2 separate regions of the Rattus norvegicus genome follow, and region 1 is linked to region 2. The links are chromatin contacts, called in public Hi-C maps. All regions are on one chromosome and are shown on one strand. Each heading gives the region's core, a stretch centred on a gene start, on an enhancer-like site or on the middle of the called end of the contact. The rest is flanking DNA. Distances are from core to core; before and after follow the strand shown. Region 1 overlaps Kalrn (kalirin, RhoGEF kinase). Region 2 has its middle 51 kb from the start of Ropn1.

What was found. Hi-C and Micro-C count contacts between places; a contact is called where the count stands out from the background.
Region 1: a Hi-C map of the A7r5 cell line shows a contact between it and region 2, with 4 times the contacts expected there. The contact joins two enhancer-like sites. A contact is called at or near these places in 10 of 12 Hi-C or Micro-C datasets (the A7r5 cell line, the Rat2 cell line, Schwann cells and 5 more).

What each region holds. Positions count from the first base shown.
Region 1 is chr11:79,941,776-79,946,569 of GRCr8, reverse strand. It overlaps Kalrn (kalirin, RhoGEF kinase), which reads right to left. Exons shown (of 60, transcript NM_032062.2): 6 at 2,847-2,969. Among named protein-coding and RNA genes, the nearest start is that of Kalrn, 180 kb to the right of the region's middle. Within about 2 kb of position 2,444, at least 9 of the 93 cell types and tissues checked have an H3K27ac peak or open chromatin away from gene starts, as enhancers often do. A contact at or near this core is called in the A7r5 cell line, where this site is marked.
Region 2 is chr11:79,681,504-79,686,094 of GRCr8, reverse strand. No RefSeq gene overlaps it. Among named protein-coding and RNA genes, the nearest start is that of Ropn1, 51 kb to the right of the region's middle. Within about 2 kb of position 2,759, at least 12 of the 93 cell types and tissues checked have an H3K27ac peak or open chromatin away from gene starts, as enhancers often do. A contact at or near this core is called in the A7r5 cell line, where this site is marked.

The DNA.
Region 1 (4,794 bases), core at 1,195-3,694, 260 kb before region 2:
TGTGTGTTGTGTGTGAGTGTGTTGTGTGTGTATGTGTGTGTGTGAGAGAGAGACAGACAGACAGAGGGGAGAGAGAGAGAGAGAGAGAGAGAGAGAGAGAGAGAGAGAGAGAACAGAGACTGAAATGCCTCAATGAATTTACAGAACCATCCATATCCCTGCCCCTTTCCTCCACTCTCCCTGAAGAACTGATCATTCCTGAAGTCATTGGCTGGAGTCGTGAGTAGCTGCTGGCATTCATCTGTTTCTTGGCAGCATCATTCATCACCGAGGCCAGGGAAAGCGCCTGTAATTCTCTCCATTCACCTGTTTGAAACGATGCCAGCCCTCTTTGTAGGAAGCTCCTTTTAATAACAAGCCCGTAAACTTCCCAGAAAACAAGGGCACTGAGCTGCATTTATGAAGCACGGGTGTCCATGCAATTTGACCAAACAATCCTGGGATTTCCCTTCCCTTCCTCAGCAGCCTGAGAGGAGAGCCAGCCTAATCAGGCTACAGACGTCTGGTCTTGCTGCTGCTTGCTGCTGGCTCAGTCACTGAGGAGCTAAGGGAGGCTGTGGATGGATTGCTTCACACTAATTGGCTATTGGTATTAAATCTTCCCCCTTCCAGGTTCAGAAGATGCTCTCCTCAGTATTTCCTTCCTTGTTTTTGTCCTGAAAATGACTTCCACAGTAGATTTGTCACCGTAAAGGTTTTCAGTGTGCCGTTAACTCATAGTTACCCACGGTAACTGGGGAGAGCAGTAATGCAGATAATTCACAGCCAAAGGCACTCTCTGTCTAGCTCTTAACGCATGGTTCAAGGGGCTTGGTGGCAGCCTTACCTCCCTAATTATGTTTGCCTTTGCTGCTTATTAAAATGAGCCTGACTGCCTTCGGGGCCAGGCAGTTGGGTGATGTGAAAATTCTGACACAGAATTTGTAACTGTCTTCAGGGGAAACTCCACAAGGCACACAGATAATCAAACTTGACTAGATTTGACTTCACAGTCTAATCACCTGTGATCAATTACTTTGTTCCTGTGGGACTGAGTCTGGGATAAGAAATAATTATAGTTGGGAGGGGAGGGGTAGCTACATTTAGATGAGTACACAAGACTGGGTTGTGCCCCAGTGTCATCACAGGACCATGTTGGTTTTCCTACCTGGCTTCACGATCTTGTTTTCTGTGGTTAATGATCTCCCTGTGCAAACCTTACAGTGTCCATCTCTGGTTAACAGCCTGTGGTGGCTCCCTACGCCTGTTACGACTGTTCCCAATCAGCCCGCAGTGGAGCAACATGACCCTGTCCCCTTAAAGTTGTAGATGGGTACTGAGGTTGATACTGACCACGGAAATGTGCCTGGAAACTGACCAATGGACACGTCACTTCTTAGAGCCTGCTGTGTTTGGTCTCACACTTTGTCAGGCCAGTGTCTGGCAGCATCTGAGATGGTGGCTGCTCTAACTCTGTCACTGGTACCTGCGATGAGCCTACTTTGAGCTGGCTTCCAGCTGCTTAGAGTTTAATGTCCTGGGTTAACTTAGCGTATCTGGCAATGTACATCAGATGACACTGAGACCGAGTTTCAGCTCTGTGTGCGGACAACGAACGACCACAGGATAGAATCATTTCTTCTTCAGCGTGTTGGGTCCCGTATGAAGCACATTTAAAACAATTCCGTTGATTTGTTGACCATGGAATTTTCTTCCTTACCCCGCCATCTTCCAGATTCCCGTTTGTCTCCCACTCTCAGGGGCAAAGCTGCAAAGGGTGAAGAATACCCTTTGTTTCTTTCAGGGAAGATGGTGGAGCTGTGTCTTTGGACCAACAGAGCCAGAACGAGGGAGTAGAAACAAACAAACAAAAAAAAAAAACAAAACAAAACAGTGTCTTTGGTGGATGCATTCGTAGGCTCCATGTGTTTGGAATATAAGAAGGTTTAAGGACAAAGATTTCAAAAGGAAGCCTTGAAGCGTTGACACAGGAAGCATAGCATCCCCAAAGCTGGTGTCTGAGTGATCACGTGCTACCCACTCTAGACTCCCAGGTCTACCATGATACCTGCATTTACTGATGACCTACCATGGGCCAGACACAGTTCCAACTTCTTTACCATTATCTTGTTGATTCCCTGAGCAAACTTCTGGGATAGTTACAATTTATATGTCACAGATGAAGAAGTTAAAACATTGAGGTAAACCCCTGTGGCCACGTTGAGAGTAAATGGTCTCTTCTAACTTCAAGCCCACCCGAACACTCCCATCATGTGTGCTCCCTCCCGTGTCCCTCCCCTCCCTGTCAGTCACACTGCCGACTCCACAGACTGCCGTCCTCTGGAAACTTCTGCCTTCTAGAACAACATAAAACAATTCTTCTCCCTTCTCTCTGACTCAACACTCAACTATCTGAAGGCAACAATCGTGCGTCCCATAGGGTTCTCCCTCCCTCTGTGAGCAGCCACAAGTCATTCAACACTTCCCCATACAACATAGCTTTAAGCCCTTCTCTGTCCCTGCTCAGTGACTCACACATGCTGGGGACCAAAAAAAAAAAAAATGTCAGTGAAGTCAGTGACGTGGAACTGGTGACTCTCTGGCCTTTCAGCCTTGTCTAAGCTACTGCCCCCTACAACCCCAAGGCACATTCCTTTCATGGTGCAAAGTGGAGTGGAGATCTGCTGTAGGAACAGCTGGCTGGCCCAGCGCCCTGCACAGGTCCCCATATTGGAAAGTGCACTGGTAAAGGATTTGAGTGGTCAGTGCTCCCTATTCTAATTCGTTTGCTCCTCCTCTTCCTTTGTCCCAGCCGGCCCTTTCTTGTCCTGTCCCAGAGGCACACTGAGAACGACCTTTCCACTCACCATGGAGTTCATGGCAAAGTGATTGTGCTGTGTCTGGAGGTCTAGTGCATGCTGGTAGCTGACTCCGATCTCTGTGTGGCTCTGAAGAAATAACTCCTTGTTGTGGCTTATCCAGTCGAACATCTAGAAGGGAGAAGAAGGGGACAAAGTGACGAGAAAGGTCACAGGTCAAGCAGAACAAAGCATTCAAAGCTACAGAGAAGAATAAAGCCCTCTAGCTGTTTCCCAAGGAGAAGCTGCTATCTCCCTGGAGTCAGGGTAGGCTACAGGCTGAGTTTACAGGAGAATCCTCATTTCTTTGGCATAAAAATTCACAGGAAGCTTCCGTCTCTCTATAGAGCCTAGGGAAAAGAGACCATGAGGGCGAGAAGTGGGATAGGATGGTGGTGGTTATTATCCCAAGGTAGCTACTGGCCCTTTGTAAAGTCTTTAGAATGCTTTGAGGACCGGTACTGAGAGAGCAAGCCAGGAGGCCTAGCCCACTCATTCAGGTAGCCATGACTTCTCCTGGAAGTCCCCACACAGAAGGAGACTCACCAGAGCCACAGTTCCAGGAAGTTCCTAGCTCTTTAGGATACCAGATATAAGAACCAGTGCATGTTCCCTCCCAAGCACTCAGTCTGTCTCAGAAATGAGAATATGATGTAGTCGATGCAATAAAGAAAGTAGGGACATTTGCGAGAAACTGCCGGGGAGCACTTCTTTTTTTTTTAATTTTTTAAAGATATTTTTATTTATTATATATATGAGTACACTGTCGCTGTCTTCAGACACACCAGAAGAGGGCATCAGATCTCATTACAGATGGTTGTGAGCCACCATGTGGTTGCTGGGAATTGAACTCAGGACCTCTGGAAGAGCAGTCGGTGCTCTTAACCACTGAGCCATCTCTCCAGCCCCGGGGAGCACTTCTTTAGGCATGGTGTCTCTTCCTTTGACACTGTCTTGCGTGTCACCAATTCTGCCTGCTGTAGCCATCTACCACACGCCAATAAAAGCAAAGGGTGGAGTCAAGGCGGCTGCAGCAAACAGCCAAACCCCTGATTGAGCTGAGCCTAAGTTCCATCTTCTCTCTGGACTTCTGAGGACCTGAGGCGAGACTCTCCCCCTCTATTACTCAGTCCACTCTAAGTTAGGGTTTGTAGTTTGCTGTCCAGAACACTCAGGTGAGACAGCCAGGCAAGGTGTGGGCAGCACCTGTGAAGAAGGCCACTCTTCTCAGGCTGTGTGTGTGTGTGTGTGTGTGTGTGTGTGTGTGTGTGTGTGTGTGTGTGTGTGTGGTGGTGGTGGTGGTGGTGGTGGTGGTGAGAGGACCAGATAAGCTAAGACAGGGTATGAACTGCTCTGGCTTTTCCGTGCTCTCTTCTCCTTACAGAGAAAACTAAGCTTGCTTTTCCATTTAAGTCTAACCAGTGTGCATGGGATGCCTGCCATGCCCAAGGTGACATAGGGTCAAAAATGTTAAAAAGGTGGTTCTTGAAATTAGGTGGCTTTTATGAAGTGTAAAAGCTGATGTGGATCAGATTCTGTTTGCTTAGAGAATTTCATACTGAGTAAAACACGTTTTCATCATTAAAATTCCTCTCTTCCCTCCAACTCCTCCATGTCCCCCAGCATCCTCTCAAATTCATGAACGCTTTTTCGATAATTATTATTGTTTCTTTTGTGTGTGTGTGTGTGTGTATGTGTGTATGTATGTATGTATATGGTGTGTGTGAATATATGTGTATATGTATATGGTGTGTGTGTCTGTGTGTGTGAATGTATGTGTGTATGTGTATGGTGTGTGTATTTATGGTGTGTGAGTGAATGTATGTGGTGTGTGTGTATAACTTAAATCACAACAGTAAAGGTCTATAAATATGATAGAGGCTCTTATGAGCAACTAACAGGGAACAAAGAACACTACACTCCCCAGAAAAGGAGAGCCTATGTTAAGCCTTGACTT
Region 2 (4,591 bases), core at 1,510-4,009:
GTGGCCCCCATCCCTCTCAGCCTGCTTTCTTATAGAACCCAGGACCATCAACCATGAGTGGGACCATAGAAAGCGGCTTCATCGAGAAAATGCCTGATCTCATGGAGGCATTTCCTTAACTGACGCTCCCTCCTCTCTGATGACTTTAGCTCGGGTCAAGTTGACACGAAACTATCCAGCACACTAGAGTTCCACTTCATTATGCTAGCACACTGGTTTTAACAGGCTCCAGCTTTAATCATGTCCATTAGAGTTCGTCTATCCATAGCAGTTCATCCTGTGCATTGCTTTATGATTCCAATAACATTTCCAGTGCTCTTTTAAAATGTATTTCTCCATACAGATGATTTGTCTTTCGAACCCAGGGCCTTGTGTGTGCATAGACAAACATACTACTACCGCTTACCTACATCCCCGAACTTTAATATATTTCTCTTGATTGATAAGTTTATTGGACACCTATTAGGAGCCACATGTAGGAGGATCAAGTTTTCCATATTGCTGGGGACTTAGGACTTCCCTGAAACACAAGAATGTTCATAGTTGAAACCAGGAATGTCCCATGCAAAACAAGATGGTCACCCCCCAAAAGTTCCTCACTAGCTACCAGCTCTAAAGGAGCAGAAAAAATAGATGCACTCTCCTCCTGCATGGGGCTCTATTTTAACTTTCACTTCCTCATAATGACACTAGGCTTGCAGGCCGTAACTGCTTTCAAACCGTGCACGTCAGGTTTTGTTACACAGCAATCAAGGCCGGCCAGCACTTGCAGGTGTTAACAGTACCAATCTCAGAGCACAGTTGGCTATCTGTTAGGAGGAGAGATGAAGGGCTTTGGGCAAAGGGAGGGAAAGCAGAAGTTCAGTTCATGAATGTGGTCATTGTTCAGTCAGCTATAAATTCCAACCAACTGGAATCATAGCCCGAGCCAATTGTCTGTTTTTCTTGGATTATCAGGCAGGCTCCATTTCCAGGTTCTCAGCCCCTTGCTGACACTGACGCTGACCTGTTGGGTGGAATGATGTCTGTTCTGGAGAGGGCCAGAGTTATCAGCCTCTCCTGGGGGGATGTGTAGGTAATCTGATGGCGGCATGTGCAGGTTTGGCCCTCATAGCTGTCTAGGACTTGACATTTCCCCATCGTTATCCCATGCACCCTCCTGTTAATGGCTGGATACTAGATTAAAGAAAAAAACCCCTCCCAGTCTTGGGTCAAGAGCATATGGGTGATTTAATACCCTCTTAGAATGTCATGCCTCTCAGATAAATAACATACACTCTTGATCTTAACACTCTAAAATTCTATCACACACACACACACACACACACACCACCACCACCACCACCACCACCACCACCACCACCACTGCCACCGCCACTGTTAGCAGCAGCCACTCAACTAAAGCAAAGGTTTCAGTTTCTCCATTCCAAAAGACTGCTGGACTTTTCTCTTTTTCCTCAGCCTCTATCTCTGTCAGTCTTTCATAAAACCACCACTGCTTCCTTTTTTTTTTTTTTTTTGGTTCTTTTTTTTTCGGAGCTGGGGACCGAACCCGGGGCCTTGCGCTTCCTAGGCCAGCGCTCTACCACTGAGCTAAATCCCCAGCCCCCCACCACTGCTTTCTAATGCCAAGTGGCGGCATGCTACATGTCACAAACCCATCATCTTAGATAGATGGCACTGGAGCTCAAACTACATATTATTGACCCCTCTTTCAGATGAAAACACTGAGGGTTAGAGACATTTTGAGTCATGCGTTATAAATGGACAAGAGAAGAATTTGAATCCTCCCCTAGCAACTCCCAACTGAGAGTGGTGTGATGGTCTGAGAGAGAGCATGTGTTATGTACTTGAAGAAGCCCCTGGAGAGTTTAGAGGTATTTATGGTGTGACTGGACTTCGAGAGGAGAGGGGATTTTGTGTCTGTTGACTTGTATTTTGTTGTTGCTGCTGCTGCTGCTGCTGTTTGAGGAGAGATGAAGGAGACAGCAAACACTGGGAGCCAGAGAGGCTTGTCAAAAACCTTGGCCGGGATTGGAAAGATGGCTTAGTTGGTAAAATGCCTACCACATAAGCATGGATTCTCAACACCCATATAAAAGTCAGATCTGATGTATGGGCAATCCCAGAGCCAGGGACACGCAGAGACAAGCAGATCCAATAGGTCATTGGCCAACTAGCTTAGCCAGTCAGTGAGCTCTGGGTTCAGTGAGAGATCACCTCTCAAAACGTAAGGCAGAAAGCTAGGAAGACAGCCAACAACAGCCTTCTTCCTACAGAAACATGCACACGCATGCACAAACACACACATGTGCACCTACACAAATATATATATATACATATATATACATAAATAGTACATACACACAGAAAGAAATAAGAGAAAGAGAGAGAGAGAGAGAGAGAGAGAGAGAGAGAGAGAGAGAGAGAGAGAGAGAAACTTGATCTATTGCCCTGGATAAGATCAAATGTTAATTTGATTTACAATTATACGTGAGTTAGAGATTTGAGGCAATAAGGAATTAATTTCAAAAAATGCCTTAGAAGGGTTTTTTTTTTAAGAGCAGCTTTTCAACAAACAAAACTAAAACACTTAATTTCATTTTCATGGAATTTTTATAGCAAAGATGCCTTAAGTGGCCGGGAGCCACCCTTTGGAAAGAAGCAGACCAAAAAAGCTAAGGAATCTTCTATGTGTCACACAGCCTGAGCACAGTGATCATTGAGGTATGGCCCTGAGGTCTGAGCGTGACCACATCATTACTCATGCCAGCCACTGGCACCGTCATCAGAGTGGCGCAGAGATCCCGGCATGAGCATTAACGAATGAAGAAAGGGGGGCCTGGAGCTCCCCATCCCCGGTGTCTTACAGACTACTACTAGCTCTGTACCAGTGCTAACTTTATTGACTTAGATAAACAAATAAATAAATTGAATAAGTGATGTCCCAAAGTGACAAAAAGCCACCGTGCTGAATCGTAACTCCATCTCTTCATCTCCTTGCACCACACCTCCAGGGGAGCCCGGCCAACTGGGAGAAGGATATATTGGATGCCAGGATACATAGGGCACGGTGCCTGACTTAAGTGATGTCAAATTTTTAATTAGGGATATGGGAAAGACGGAGATGACAAAGACTTCCTGTCATCTAGAGGTCAGGGCCACTTGGTCTTTTGTCCGGTGGCACGGTGAACATCTCCACCTCGCCAATCCTGCTGCACTTTCACAGCATGTTCGGTCCGCATTACTGAGTCAACAGATCAGCATCATGCCTGCGGTTGGTCACCCTTTTCTGTCTCTCCCCTGTAATGTTTGATCTGGCTTATCCTCCTGCATTTTTTGGCTGCCTGCTTTCCCGCTGCCTGTCAGTCAAGTTTTGCTCGGTAAACATTCCAAAGTCCCGGGATCACTAGTACCCACTTGGGTGCCATATCTACTGTTCTGGGTTATCCTATCATGTACATATATAGGATGTGAGACAGGGAAGATGTGGAGGCTTATGAACATAATTATTGGCAAGAAGAACCCATAATATGTGTATATATGTATATGTGTATATATATGCATGTATATATGTATATGTAAAATGTGATATATGTGTGTACATGCCAATATGTATGTATATGTATGTACATATGCATATATAAAAGTATATATGTGTTGTTCTTGCCAATAATTATGTTCATAGACCTCCACATCTTGTCTCTCACATGAGTGTATGTGTGTGTGTACATGATACAGATAACCCAGAACATTACAGCACCCAAATGGGTACTAGTGGCTCAGGACTTTGGAATAAACATATATATTCTGAATATATACTGGAATATATATATGTGTGTGTGTGTGTGTGTGTGTGTGTGTGTGTGTGTGTGTACAATATAGTTTGGAGGGATTCTGAGTTACACTTAGTTCTCAGCGATCTTTGCTGGTATAGATGAAGAGTAATGTGGACACACAGCAGATATATTTTTTTAAGCCAAAGCTTAGTTTTCTGCCCTTCACTGCGCATTGTAAAGACAGTTGTGTAGACAGACCTGTGGGACCATCAGCACAATCGAGTCAGAGCATCTCCCAGTAGCTCAGAGCTCTCCTCTGCCAAGTCTCAAGCATCTACGAGGGACCAGAGAGTATGCACTCCCAGGAGTTATTTTTATTTGACTTTGGAATGGCTTCTCTGATTTCTTTCCCAGTGATGTCTGGTTCAGGCTGGTATTAAAATGAGTTCACTTTCCCTACACCCACGAAGATTTGACAGGGCGTGTAGAACTGAGCCTTGAAGGAACCTGAGAGACAAGATGCGGAGGCTTGTGAACAGAATTATCGGCAAGAAGAACATTGGCTCTTCCCAGAATTCTTAGAGTATGACAAAGAATGGGCCCACCTTGCACCCTAACCCTGTTTTCAAGATCTCTCAATGTAGTTCCTTCTAAACCCCAAAGCCTAGGAACCCCGTGTTTTTTTGCCTTCCATGAACAGTCCTGTGTTCTCTGCCTTCAGTGGACAGCCTATTTGGAGACTCTGGACTCTAGATACTCAGAGTCATTGCTCCCTCTGGTGTAAACAGAGAGATGTGTTTTGTTGAAGCAGT